Linked DNA regions of Sus scrofa: all the other regions are linked to region 3. The links are chromatin contacts, called in public HiChIP or PLAC-seq maps. All regions are on one chromosome and are shown on one strand. The core of a region is the stretch at or near the end of the contact, and the rest is flanking DNA. Distances in the headings are between cores, read along the strand shown. Region 1 holds the start of LMNA (lamin A/C). Region 2 holds the start of ARHGEF2 (Rho/Rac guanine nucleotide exchange factor 2). Region 3 holds the start of MEF2D (myocyte-specific enhancer factor 2D). Region 4 holds the start of UBQLN4 (ubiquilin-4).

Region 1 (3,193 bases), core at 431-2,930, 340 kb before region 3:
CTGAACCCCAGACCTCACCTCTCTGCCCCCACCCCGAAGCCTTAGTTCAGCTGTGCCGAGCTCCAGGCAGGGAGAGGAGAGGGCATGCGGGATGTTTTGAGGACGTCCCATCCATCCTCCCCGCCAAGGCCAGGAAGCTCCGCTTCAGGAAGCCAGCCCCATTTTCACCTCCTTTGGGGATGGGATTGAGGGAATCATGGCCAAGAGGAAACAGATGCCCTCTTGGCCCCTCCCTGGGCAGCCTGAGAGCACACCAGCCTCAGGCCACTCGTGCATCCTGTCCCTCCCAGCCAGGTCCCTGCTGCCCTACCGCTGCTCCAGTGGCTCCCCCATTACCTGCCACTCAGGGGTCAAGGGCCAAAGTGAAGTGGGCTCTCAGGGAGCCCTGTAAGCTTTGGATTTACTAGACAAAGAGGGCAATTGGGGTGTTACTCTGGGGCTAGCCTGTGGGCTGGCATAGGGATAGTGGGACAGGGGAATCTGGGGAGCTGGATCAAGGCAGGTCTAGAAAGGAGGGGGTTGGCTTGCATGATGTCCTTAGACTCCTCCCAGCTCTGAAGTTCTGGCTTCTAAGCAATGACTGATGAAGCACTGGCCCAAGGCAGTCCCTTCCATCCCATGGAGTCTCCCTCCAGGAGCTCCTGACCTTGGCCAAGGCCCTGCCCATCCACCTGCCACACGTGGCCGCCACTAATCCAGAAGTGCCCTTTGATCTGTTCCCCCATCAGGAAATCTCCTGCAGATTAACCACCATCCTCCCCGGGGAGAATTTGCTTTCCCAGTTGACCTCCCTGGGGTGAGTGCCAAGGGCTAGCCTTGGAAGGGGACCCTGAGGAACTTAGGGGCTGCAGGGGCTGGGAACCCAGGTTGGTTTTATGGTGAGGCTAAGCAAGGTGAAGCTCAGGGATCCACAGTGGCACAGGCCTTCCCAAGACCCTTAGAGGAGCCTGACCAGGTTTCCACGTGTTCACTTATCTGTGTGAAATCTGTAAAAGATATTCTCATATTTTTAAGATAGAGCCTCCCCACAAAAATTGGATGGACACTTAGGAAGACCAACTGTCCGGTTTTGCCAGGAACTGTTCGGGTTTGAGCACTGCAAGGCCCTTGTCCTAGGAAACTCCTCAGTGCTCTGCAAACAGGACAGGTGGCCACTAGTTTCAGGCCCCACATTGGGTAACGTTTGCTCAGCACCTGGACTGGGGGTGGGGGGGGAAACAGGGATCCTTTTCTGCCTCACTTCCTGGAAGCCTCTCGGCGCCTAGGGCTTGGGGACCCTTTTCGCCGGCCCCAGTTCTGGAGTTGTGGCGCTTCTGTTTGTTTCCTTGGCAACAGGGAGAGGAAACCCCCATTTAGGAGACCCGGGAGGCCCCGGCAACCACACACACACAGACACACACAGACTCACAGGCAGCCGCCCACACGCAGGCGCCTGCGTCAGAACCAGCCGTCAGCACTGCCCGCCTCCGGGCGGCGGGGGCGGGGGGGCGGGAGAGGAACCACCCCGCCGGAGTCCGGAGTCGCCCTACCAGCCCGAACCGATCTGCCCTGGAGGGAACAAGCCCCGTCCCCTTGGCTCCGCCCACGTCTCCGGGGCCCCGCCCCTTCCTACGTCTACCTCCCCTCCCCCACCCTCACCAGGTGGGGCGGGGCCAAAGCTGGGAGATAGGGAGCAGAGAGGACGAAGTCACTGCGGAATTCCTCTTTGGCTCTTGTCTGGTGTGTACCGTGGCAGTATTTTGGTGTGTATTGTGACGGTTCCAGGAAGCCTGAGGCTCACAGGTGGGGCGGCTCTCTGGGCCCATTTGAGTGGGGGATGGGGTTTGGAATGTCGGGCAGGGACTCCTGGGCAGACTCTCGGATTTTGCTGTTGGATGGAGCTCCTTTGGGGTCTGGACTGAAGGGAGGTGGGATGTAGTTAACCTGGAGGCAAATCCCTGGAGTTTGGGACCTGCTTCTGTCTCTTGTTGTGTGGCCTGGAGCATATCAGTTAACCTGGCCCAAGTCTCAATCTCCGTATCTGTATAATGGGCATCATGGTGTTTGCTTTGTGCATCTCAGAGAGGTTTGAGAGGGTTAAGGTAGTAATCTGGATTGTGAAAAGATGACACCTGGGAGACCTGCCCAGCCAAATGTGAAGTGTAAAGGGTTGGTTCTGTGCTCATTATCTAGCGGCCCTGTCTGGCCTGGCTGGAGCACCCAGGGAAGATAGCCAGCCCTACACTGACCCCTGCAACCCCTGCCTCATCATGGTAGCGATAATGCCCATCCCTTGAGGTCGATTAGCCCCTTCCAGTATGTCCAGAGTGATGTCCTGTCTCCTACAGTAGTGTGAAATAGGGTCCGAGTACTATTTGGGGGTTTCTGGCTGTGTTTGGGCAAATCTTAGCTTCTCCAGCCTGAGAAGCCCACTTTGTAAAGAGAGGGGTTTAATTCTCAGAGCCCTGGGGGCCTCTTAGGGGAGGGGCAAAGGATCACCAGGCAGGGGTCCCTAAACTTCCCTGCTAGAGAGACTCTGCCTCTGTCATTTAGTATATTGGGCTTTTGGGGTGAAATTTCATTCAAATGAGGGGTTCACTGGCTTTACAAAAGGCCATCAAACACGCTCCTTCTGAGGGCCTTCCCAGCTAAACTAAGCCAAGCTAATTGTTCTAAGCCTGCATCATTCCATCTAGCTGGGTCCGGATGGGAAGAAGGCAGTTACTCAGCTGGACTATCTTAGGTCAATTAGTCAACTTCTCGGAGTTTGGGTTTTTGGTATATAAAATGCAGATAATAATACCTTCCTCATAAGGCTGAAGTCAAGATGAAGTGGGATCAGCCCCACATGGCCCCTAGCCCAGTGCCTGGTATGTGGCAGCTACTTAAAGAACAGCCAGGTCCTTCCATACCACCTGTGCAGGAGTGACTCAGCAGTTCAACAGGTGTTTAGTACTTGACCCTGTGATCAAAGAATGAATAAGACAGGGACCCTCCCTCCAAGCACTCTAGGGAGTTCCTGTTGTGGCTCAGGGGAAACAAACCTGACTAGTATCCATAGGGATGCAAGTTTGATCCCTGGCTTCGCTCAGTGGGTTAAGGTAATCCATCGCTGCTGTGAGCTGTGGTGCAGGTTGCAGACGTGGCTCAGATCTGGCATGGCTGTGGCTGTGGTGTAGGCCAGCAGCTACAGCTCCAATAGGACCCCTAGCCT
Region 2 (3,059 bases), core at 276-2,775, 470 kb before region 3:
CTGCTTGAGCTCCACCAGTCTCTGGCCACTTTCTCCTTCATCTATTCACTGAACTCCTAGGTCAAGGGAGGGCAAATGCAGACCAGGCGAGATCTAGAGAGCCCCCTGCCAGCGCTGACTTCCCCTACCATTCCCGTTGCAGGAAAGGAGGGTGATTTCTGCCCTCAAACTTTCCTACCCTGAACAGAGTGCCTGCAGGGAGGGGGACTCAGATCCCAGGTCTCCGTGTTGGCTTTGTTCTCTAGAGAGCTCTGCTCCAGTCAGAGAGAGGAAGCCTCACTGCCCACCTACCCTGCTCTCAGACTGCCTGGTCTTGTGCCTCCACTCCCCATCTGTGGCCTGTGGTGAGAAGGTACTAAGAACCGCGTTTCATTTCTGCCTTCCCTGCTCACCCAGAGGAAAGAGAATTCTAGCTAAAAGGCTGGCCAAGACGAGCCCTGGCACTGTGGGTGGGGCTGGGAGGAGCCCAGGTAACCTTACTGGGTGAGACTCTGTGGTGCTTCCAGCTAAATCTGATGCTGTCTTGTCTGGGGTTTCTTTCAGTGCTCAGAAGCCGCCCAAGTGGGAAAGTACATGCACACAGGGGGAAGCCAGAGAGGAAAAGGGGGGTGGCTCATTCTGCCAGTAGATGAAGAAAGTGGAAATGCATTCAAGTGGCAGGCAGAGCTCCCAATTTCACAGAGCCTGGGGGTTGGGAATAAGGAGGAGAGCAATGTGCCTTCACCGTCCTGGGGTCAGAACTGCACATGTACGGTGTGTGTGCGCACTTCCATAATCATACACTTTCCTGGCTTCCACTCTGCCTATGGTCTAATTTCAACTCCTTCAGCTGCTGTATCCACCCATAAAATTATGAGTGTAAAAGCACTTTGCAAACCCTAATGCCCTCTGAAGAAGTAAAAAGTATTGCTGTGATTATTATCATTATTTTGTCCGATGGTTAAGATTTCTGCTGCCCACCTCTTAGCTATGTGGGGCCTAAAGAGAGGGAGGGCTGGGCAACTCCTCAGCTTCCGAGGTTCCTGGCCCTTCTCCTCTTCCAGCTGTCTACAGCTGGCTGAGAAGCTGGAGGCATGGGGAAAGCAGAGCAAAGGTAGTTTACTGGGATACAGGGAGGGAGAGAGGGACACATAACATTTCCCTTCAAACTTGAACCATTGCCCTGAGTCTTTGCCACCAGGAGAAGCTGGGGAAGAGAGCAGATGGTAGGTGGAGAGGAAGAATCAGGGAGGGCAGTGGGTCCCGAGCCTTCTTCTCCCTCCCTGGGTACTCCCCCCCCACCGCCCTGCACTCCTACCTTGGCCTTTCCGGTCATGCCCAAGATGAAGCTGAGGGTCCGTCGCAGGGAGGAGCCTGCCCAGGTACCTGAGCCCCCTTCCAGCTGGCTACAGCTGCAGAGAGAAAAAGAAGAGGTGAGGAGAGAGAAAGAGAGCTGGGAAAGAACAAGATACTCCCAGAGAGATGGTGGATGAAGGTACCATGGCCAGGAGAGAAGGAAGATACAGGGCAGAGACTGAGAGAAGGGTGAGGAAGAGCGAGGAAGGACTGGAGAGGAAGATGTCCCCACCCCCTCACCTCCTGGGATTTCCTGGATGCAGTCACTGCAGTTTCCCAGGCCCCTCTATTTATGAGGAAAACTCTGTCTCCTCCCAGATAAATACAGACACCACCCCCCTTCCTACCTAATCCAGGCCCAATCTCCTCTTTCATGCTGCTCCCCAACGGAAATGATATGGGGTGAGGGGAGGGAATCTCCAGGGAGGACTTTTTCCCTGCACAAAACAAGAGCTCTGTGTACGACCCTCTGCTATTTGGAAAGGGCCTCTGGGCCTAACGCCAATAAGGACTGAATTTCCTGGGATTTCATCAGCCCCATCCCATGAGCTAATCCCAAACCCAGAGCCAGGAGGATGTGTCAGCTAGAGATTTTCAAGACCACAAATCAAAACTTGATATCTTAAAGGGGCCATTACTAGCTCACACACCCACACTGTCTTAGAAGGCTGACCCACTCTAATCAGGCTTCGGCCGAAGGAGCCAAATAAACAGGTGCTGATTTTGCGTACTTATTTACATAGATGTTGAAATCTCCCAGCTCCCACCTCGAGTCCTGAGCTATGTGCATCAGCCCCTGCCCTCTCCTCTCGGAGCGCTATAGCCCTTGCCCAGCTCTTCTGAGGGCCACTCCCCATTGGTCTATTACCTCAGCCATCCAAAGCTGATCCAGGATCCTTGATCACTGTCTCTCCCTGATTGCACAGCAGCCAATCTGCCTGCTCACCTTTCTGACACTGAGAACAGCAAACAACCTCCCGCTCATTTATTTACCAGACACCCTGGGATCCAGATATTCCTTTTCTTTCCCTAATGTCTTCCTCATCCCATGGAGCTGCCAGGAACCTCCTTAGTTTTCCCTGGCCAATGAGAAGCGGAATGTTAGGCAGCCCAGAGAGAAGGCTATTTGGAGGTTTTTGATTAGAAACATTAAGGGGAACAATGTTTCAGGAAGCAGAGACCCTTGGAGCTATAGAACCCATTGCCCAGTCCCACTGCCCCTCCCCCATCTAGGCCTCTGAAGGGCTCCGAGTCCCCCAAACTCACCTTTGGCTGAGCTCAGCAGCAGAGGACTGGGACAAATTTCCTGCCAACACAAAAGGAGACCATGAAGTGTCCAGCTAAAGCCAGACAAAGGCGCCCAGAGCTGCCTCCCCCACCCCCTCCACCTGGATCAGGTTCCCAAGCTGCAGGTGCCTGTGACGCCATTCCTGAGGGCGGGCACTGGGGAGTAGGGAAGGAGGGCGGTGTCTCAGCAGAGCAGAGCTGAAGAACTTCGGAGCCACAGTAACAGAGCACTGGGATTGTGTGGAGACAGGGCAGGAAGACCAATGTCTCAGTTCTGTTTCTGGTGAAGGTGGAGGGCAGAGGATTGCCTTGGAGTTCCCAAAGCCTCATCTTACTGTCAAGGTACATTGCAGGTAACTGTCCTCCATCTCTAGTGACAGGAGATGCTAGAAAGCCTCTCCCTCTCCTATGGCCTTCATTAAAAGGAGAGCCTCAGA
Region 3 (3,162 bases), core at 106-2,605:
ACACTCAGGAGCCCTCCTTTCATTGGGGAGAGACCTCAGGAGGCCACTGAGAGATCAGCTAGAATCACTAGGGGAAGGGAGACCCCGTAAGAACAAACCTGACAGAAAAGGGGTTGGCAGGAGGGTAAGAGACTACATGCATCTTAGTCTCCTCGGCCCACCCTCCGAAAAGCCCCTCACTCCCTGGACCCCCACTCCCAACCCAGTTCGGACTGGAGAACTCTTGCCCAGATGTTTAACAGCTGCAAACTTCTGGCCGGGGGTTCTCCAGCTGGGGCCACAGACAAACCAGAGCAGGGGTCTCGGAGGCAGGCTAGGAGGTCCCAAGAAAGGGTCCTGCGTGCCCACCTCCGTGCTAACTCTGAGTGCCAACTCCACAGGCACAGGGCAAACCCGGGCCCGGGACACACACACACTCACACACCCCAACCCACCACCCCGGTGTCATCTGAACAACATCCCCCCTCCCTCCCCCGCTTCCCAAACAGCTGCGGCTCCCCCCGCCCCCACCCTCCCGCCGCCCTCTCAGGCCCCCTTCTGCACCATTTCGGGCCAAGGAGGAGGGAACAGGCGGCTCGAGGAGGGAGAGGGAGGGAGGGCCGGCTGTTAAAATGTCAGTCGCTCCCGGCTGTCACCGGAGACCCCCTCTGAGGATGGCGCCCCTTCCCAGACCGCTCGGAGGCCGCCTTAACCCCCGGACACCAACAGACCGGCGCGCCCCCAAGCCACCCGTCCCCACCCCGACCCCAACACCCAAGGGAATTACAGCCCACTCCACTTGTCCCCCACAGCCGACTCCCTCACCCAAACAGTCCCCCATGTAATCTTCCACCAACGCCACAAGAAAACACAGCCCGCTCCGCGAGTTCCTCCCAAACCCAAGAGGCCACCCCATCCCACCTCTCAGGGGGACGGTCTAGACCACCCTCCACCCCAACCCCAGGATGGGGTGGGGGAGGGGGCCTCTTAAAGCGGCAGGAGCATTATTTTTCTCTACTCACCGGCCCCGCTGGGGGAAGGGGGATGTCACGGCTGGGAGGGGGTAGCCCTCGCCCCTAGTCCTGGGGCTCTTCAGCACCTGGAAGCCGCAGCTCCGGGCGGGGGGAATAATAAATGAGGCCGGCGTCCGCGCGGGCCCTGGGCTGCGCCGGGGGGCCTGGGCCCCCGTCGTGGGCGCGAGGGCGGGCAGGCGGGCGGCCGGCAGGCGAGGGACTGGGGCCGAGCGCCCGAGCCGCCTCGGCTGTTGTTGATATTTTGCTTCCTTCCTCCTTTCGAGCTCCAAAGGTAACTCCTCCAGCCCCCGGGAGTCGAGGCCGACGTAGGCACAGCTCAGCCTAGCTTGAGGGGTGGGGGGAACGGGGGTGATGGACAGGCGGGGGGGCCAATGGGAGGAACCCGTGGGGGCGGAGGGGCGGGGCCGGAGCAGGGGCGGTCCCGGGGACGCGGCCCCGCCCCTCGCTTCCCTCGGGCCGGCCGGGCCGGGCCGGGTCGGCCCCCACCCCAGCGCCCTCCCAAGCTAGGCTGCGGCGCTGGGAGAGGCAGATCCCTCCGCCAGCCAGGAGGGAGGGAGGGAGGAAGCGAGGAAGCGACCGAGCGAGGCAAAGTAGGGAGGCGAGACCCAGAGGCCTCTAAGGGGATCGGCCCGCGCCCGTGGTGCCCCTTTCGAGCTGTCCGGACGGCCGCCTAGTACTGCTGCCACCATGCGCTCGAAGAGGTCCTTTCCGGGGAGGTTCCGCCGACTGGGCACATACTTCCCGCCCCCGCCCCCAAACACACTCACACACACTCGCGCACACACACTTACACACACGCTACCTCGACAGCTCCCCCCCAACCCCCAAGCCCCTAGAGAGTTGGGAGGTGGGAATCTAAGTAGATAAATTAAGGGTAGACACTAAGTGTTGAAAAGATTTTATCTCCTTCACTTAGTGTGAGCCGAAGCCTCACTTAAAGGGACCCGTTCTTTTCTGGGGGGTTACCTGGAGAGCTCGTTTGCTCCCTCTACCTGTGAGAGGCCCCCTCCCCTCCCAGGGCCCGGCTGGGCAGACGCCCAGCAATTTAAAGCGACAGCTCATAGTTCGTGGGTGACCTAATCCCCAGTGCCTGAGGCTCCAGAGCACTTACAGCCGAGGGGGGCAATTTAAAGGGGCGTGACCCTAATTTCCCCCAGCACAGGAAACGCCCAAAAGCATCTCATTAAAGAAACAGTAGTAGATGTTTAAAAAAATTTGTAATTCCTGGTTGCTCCAGGGTGTGGCGAATCTTCTGCCCTACCACAGGAGTGTGGGTGCCATGCCTACTGGACAAGCGACCTGTCAGACTTCCTCTCCAGCATCCCTGTTGCCCCAATGTCTGCTTTCTACCTGAAGCTTGAGGAAATGATGGAATTTGGCTTGGATCTTAAAGACCCTCGCAGAACAGAAGGGCACTCAGTTCACACACCTCGATTTCTACCTGGCTGGGTCTGATTTACTGGATCAAGGCTTAATGATCCAGGTTGAGTGCTGAAGAGGCTAATATATAAAGAGGTAGCATGTTTTGGAGTAGTCAAGCTACTTTAGTTCACATCCTTATTCCGCCATTTTTTAACCGGGAACACAGGCCCATTACTTAATTTCCCTGTACCTCATGATCCTCATAGGTAAAATAGCAGCGATGATAATAGTACCTAACTCATAAACTGGTGTGAAGATTAAATTGCTACGTACAAGTAGATCACTTTGAACAGTACCTCATGCTGCATTATAATAATTCAAGGGCTGGACTGTCAAGACCCCTTTAGGCCCATTATCCCATAAAAGCCTCAAAGGAGACAAGTTCAGTGGAATTGCTTTGCAAATAGGTTTGGAAGTTTATCTCATTAAGTCCTAAGACAGGAATCCAGCAGGCTCCTATTTTCTTGGTCTTGGTTTCCAACCCTTCTACATGGCTCCTCCTTCAGGAAACCTGATTTAAATAAGTGTCTGACTTTGTCCCCAAACATAGATTCTCGGTTCCCCATTAGATCTGGGAGATGGGGCCCAGCACCAGAAGATGTCAGTCTTTCCTACCAGGCAGGGCCCACTTGCCCAAAGGATCTCAGGGTAGGCAAGAGGAGCCCATATGTCCTGTCCCCAAGGACTATAAGAAGAATAGAGCCTTGTGCCAGGCCTGGGGCTGTGG
Region 4 (3,378 bases), core at 337-2,836, 390 kb before region 3:
GTTCTCACCATCCCAACTCCTTCAACAGCCTTGGGCCCAGGCCCTGTCTCCCTTCAGCCTTCTCTTCTCAGACCCCAAGTCTTTTTCCTCTCTTTATTTCCAGTGTTCTTGTGACAATGATGATAAACAGATCCCACTTATTTATTTAGGTATTTACATATTTATTGGCCACATTCACAGCATGCAGAAGTTCCTGGACCAGGGTTCGAACCCAAGCCACACAGTGACCTGAGCCAAAGCAGTGACAACGCCAGACCCTTAACCAGCTGACCCTTAACCAGTTACCAGGTAACACGTTATTTATAAAAGCACTAACCATTCAGAGTCTAAATCCCATGAGATACATGTTAACAATTATCTCCATTTTAAAGACAAGAAAACTGAGAATCAAAGCAGTTAGGAAACTTGCCCCGGGCAGACTGGAACTTAGGCCTCGATACCGAAGCCCAAGCTCTGAACCAAAAACATGGATCCTCTCAACTAGAGCTGATACCAAATTCAGCTTTGCAGCGAAAATGATTTCAATTCTGGAATGGAGTCATTTTATAAGGTTGGGGGAAGGGCAATAATGGCACTAAAAGCTGGCTTGGAAAGAGTTAAGACTCTACATCTATCCGCAACCCCCCTACCAACCCAAACTTACACTCTAAGTAAAAACAGTGCACTTGCTAAGCAAAGGCAGCTTCCAGATCCCTCCTTCCCAACCAGAAAGCCTATCTTAGCCCCGCCTCTGTGAAATTCTGGAGCCGCCACAGGCGGGTGGTGAACACAGCAATATTCCCTCATTCAGTCATTCACCACATTTTTCTTGAGCACCTACTGCACCTTGTGTAAATCCCAGAGGGGCTGAGAACCAAACGCAACTACCTTGATTTGAAAGAGTAGCAAAGATCCCGGCAGAGGGAAATCCTCCCCCCGCACCGGCCGGGCGTCAGAATGCTGGGCGTTCTCTGAGACGCACAGTAGAAGCCTGGAGCTTTCCTCGCCTGCGCCCCGCGCCCACTATCCGGCCTCCGCACCTTGCCCGGCTCCCACCCTGCCTCAGCGCCTCGAACCCCCGCTAGTAAGCGGCGCAAACACTCCTCTCCAACACAGGGTCCTTCCCCCTTGCCTGTGCAAGGTGTCCTCTTCCAACTCCACCACGCCCCCAGACCAGGCCACAAGGCAAACCCCGGCCTCCCTTCCCAAACACGCGCCACGCTACCCCGGATCGACCTCGCAGGACGCCCCCTACCCGCCGCCTCTTCCCTCCCGCTTCCCCGAGTGCCTGCTGGGCCCCCGCCCTCCTCTCCCCGGCCCTCCCATACGCCCGACGGTCTCAGAGACACCCCCCTCTTCACAGACCACTCCTCCGCACCCCCCCAATCCCCACCACCCGTACTACCTCCTTGACCGAGGCTCGATCGCAGATCACAATTTCCTCCTTGTCCTTAGGGGTCTTGACGGTGACCCGAATCGGGGGCCTCGTCTCGGCCCCGCTCGGCTCCGCCATGCCGCCGCCGCCGCCGCCACCCGGCCGCCCGCCAGCCCGCCCCGGCTCCTCCTCCTCCCCGCCCGCCCGGCGGTGCTCGGCTCCGGCGCCTCCAACACTCCCCTCTCCCCTCCCCTCCCCAAGGCTTCACCGCCCCCTCCGGACCAGCCGCAGCCACAGCGCCCCGGGCGGACCGGGGGGGCCACTGCAGCGGGGTCCGCCCAGGGCCGAGCCCGGGGTCTGCAGCCTGGGCAGGGCCTTGCTGGGCGGCGGCCCCCAAAGGGGCTGCTCCGGACAGGGGCGGGAAGCAAACTCTCCGGGAGAGACCACCGCCCGTGGTAGCCGGTCCGAGTCGCGCTGAGGTGCCAACCCCCCGCCCCCGGGCCCAAAGCTACCCGCCCCCTCCGCGACTAACTCTTTCTCCGGGACAAAGGACTTTCTGTGTCGCCGCTTTATCTCCGTTCCCTATGATAACTGGTCTTTCTTGGAAAGCCCAAATCCTTTCCAGGCCTGAGGCTTCTCCCGACTTGGAGGCTGAATTTTCCACTTCTGGATATCTACCTAAAACCTCTTCTGTAGGATTGACTTAATTCCCCTGAGGGTAGCGGCCTCCAAGAAGTCTATTCAGTACAGTTCCAGAGACCTGGATTTTTGCCTGCATGGCCTTTCTGAGCCTATTTCCTCAATAGCATCTATCTCCTCATCTCACAGAATTATGCATAATGTAGAAAATTGCTTTGAGAAGTAACCCAAGGTATGCCTGACAAGTATAGGAATTTTGTTTTCTTTTAATTACTGAATCGTGGATTGTCAAGCAGATATGACTCCTCTGCCCGAGAGGGTTAAATGTCCTTCCAGTACTGCCACTATCCTTTTACTCCCGCTCTTTTCCCCCATAACCGCGTGGTCTCACTGGAAAGGCGAACTGTAGTTCCCAGGGTGCCTCGCGAAGCTTCGAGGAACTACAATTCCCAGCGCCCCCCGCGGTGAGGCGGGGTTGAGTCAGAACCGCACAGTCAGGCCAGGAAACTACAACTCCCAGGAGTTCTGGAGCCGGGCAGCTGGACTACGGGAAGCGGCAGGCGGAGGCCAGTTATAGGAAACTCCGGGATCAGGTTGTGAAAGCCCAGGGTTAGGAGCCACAGGCATGCTGCGTCCCAAGGCTTTGACCCAGGTGCTAAGCCAAGCTAACACTGGAGGTGTCCAGAGCACCCTGTGAGTGCGGACCGAGAGGCCGAGCGGCGAGCACTGGAGTGGGGCTGCGCGCGGCTCTCCGAGGGAGGGGTGGGGAAGGCTCTCTGGGAAGGGAGGAGGTGGCAGAGGGGGCAGCCTTTGGGTGAACCGGCGAGAGGGCCACTCTTGAAAGAGAAACTGACGTGCTGGGTGTTTGGGGCATGTTCTAGGACACACTCAACCCAGACCCTTGCTTTCTAGGAGCGCCGGTGGGCGAGTTGGGATGGAAAGTCAGGTATTTTACTCCCCATCCTGAGCACGTTGATATCCGTTCTGATGCTTTTCCAGGCTGCTGAATAACGAGGGATCTCTGTTGGCCTACTCTGGTTACGGGGATACGGACGCCCGAGTCACTGCAGCCATCGCCAGTAACATCTGGGCGGCCTACGACCGGAACGGGAACCAAGCATTTAACGAAGACAATCTCAAATTCATCCTCATGGACTGCATGGTATGGAGAGGGGAGCCATTTCCTCTGTCCCTAAGGGGACCCCCAAGGGGCACCCTGGACCCCATCCTGGATGGTTGGGGCCCAGGGACAGGATTTCTGGAAGATTACTAAGAGTTGGTCTGCAGCAGCATTTATAATAGGCAGGACCCTATGTATCAAGTGGTGATGAGGAAGGAGTATTGGACCCGAGGTCTGGCTGGGTTCTAGTCTCAGCCAGCCACTT

Evidence for each region. HiChIP or PLAC-seq counts read pairs in DNA pulled down with a chosen protein or histone mark.
Region 1: a contact with region 3 is called in an H3K27ac HiChIP or PLAC-seq map of alveolar macrophages. The contact joins the promoter of LMNA here to the promoter of MEF2D in region 3. A contact is called at or near these places in 2 of 5 promoter capture datasets (fetal liver and liver), 6 of 47 Hi-C or Micro-C datasets (heart right ventricle, liver, skeletal muscle and 1 more) and 2 of 2 datasets of contacts at active chromatin or transcription factors (alveolar macrophages and skeletal muscle).
Region 2: an H3K27ac HiChIP or PLAC-seq map of skeletal muscle shows a contact between it and region 3. The contact joins the promoter of ARHGEF2 here to the promoter of MEF2D in region 3. A contact is called at or near these places in 2 of 2 datasets of contacts at active chromatin or transcription factors (alveolar macrophages and skeletal muscle).
Region 4: a contact with region 3 is called in an H3K27ac HiChIP or PLAC-seq map of alveolar macrophages. The contact joins the promoter of UBQLN4 here to the promoter of MEF2D in region 3. A contact is called at or near these places in 1 of 5 promoter capture datasets (liver) and 1 of 2 datasets of contacts at active chromatin or transcription factors (alveolar macrophages).

The regions. Positions count from the first base shown.
Region 1 is chr4:93,924,771-93,927,963 of Sscrofa11.1, reverse strand. LMNA (lamin A/C) reads left to right here and starts at 1,680. Exons shown (of 13, transcript NM_001111257.2): 1 at 1,680-1,782.
Region 2 is chr4:94,047,662-94,050,720 of Sscrofa11.1, reverse strand. It overlaps ARHGEF2 (Rho/Rac guanine nucleotide exchange factor 2), which reads right to left and starts at 1,525. Exons shown (of 23, transcript NM_001128463.1): 1 at 1,479-1,525; 2 at 1,298-1,391.
Region 3 is chr4:93,579,756-93,582,917 of Sscrofa11.1, reverse strand. MEF2D (myocyte-specific enhancer factor 2D) reads right to left here and starts at 1,355. Exons shown (of 12, transcript XM_021089672.1): 1 at 1,002-1,355.
Region 4 is chr4:93,974,594-93,977,971 of Sscrofa11.1, reverse strand. UBQLN4 (ubiquilin-4) reads right to left here and starts at 1,586. Exons shown (of 11, transcript XM_003125701.5): 1 at 1,385-1,586. The coding sequence starts at 1,492. LAMTOR2 (late endosomal/lysosomal adaptor, MAPK and MTOR activator 2) reads left to right here and starts at 2,411. Exons shown (of 4, transcript NM_001243627.1): 1 at 2,411-2,686; 2 at 2,993-3,155. The coding sequence starts at 2,619.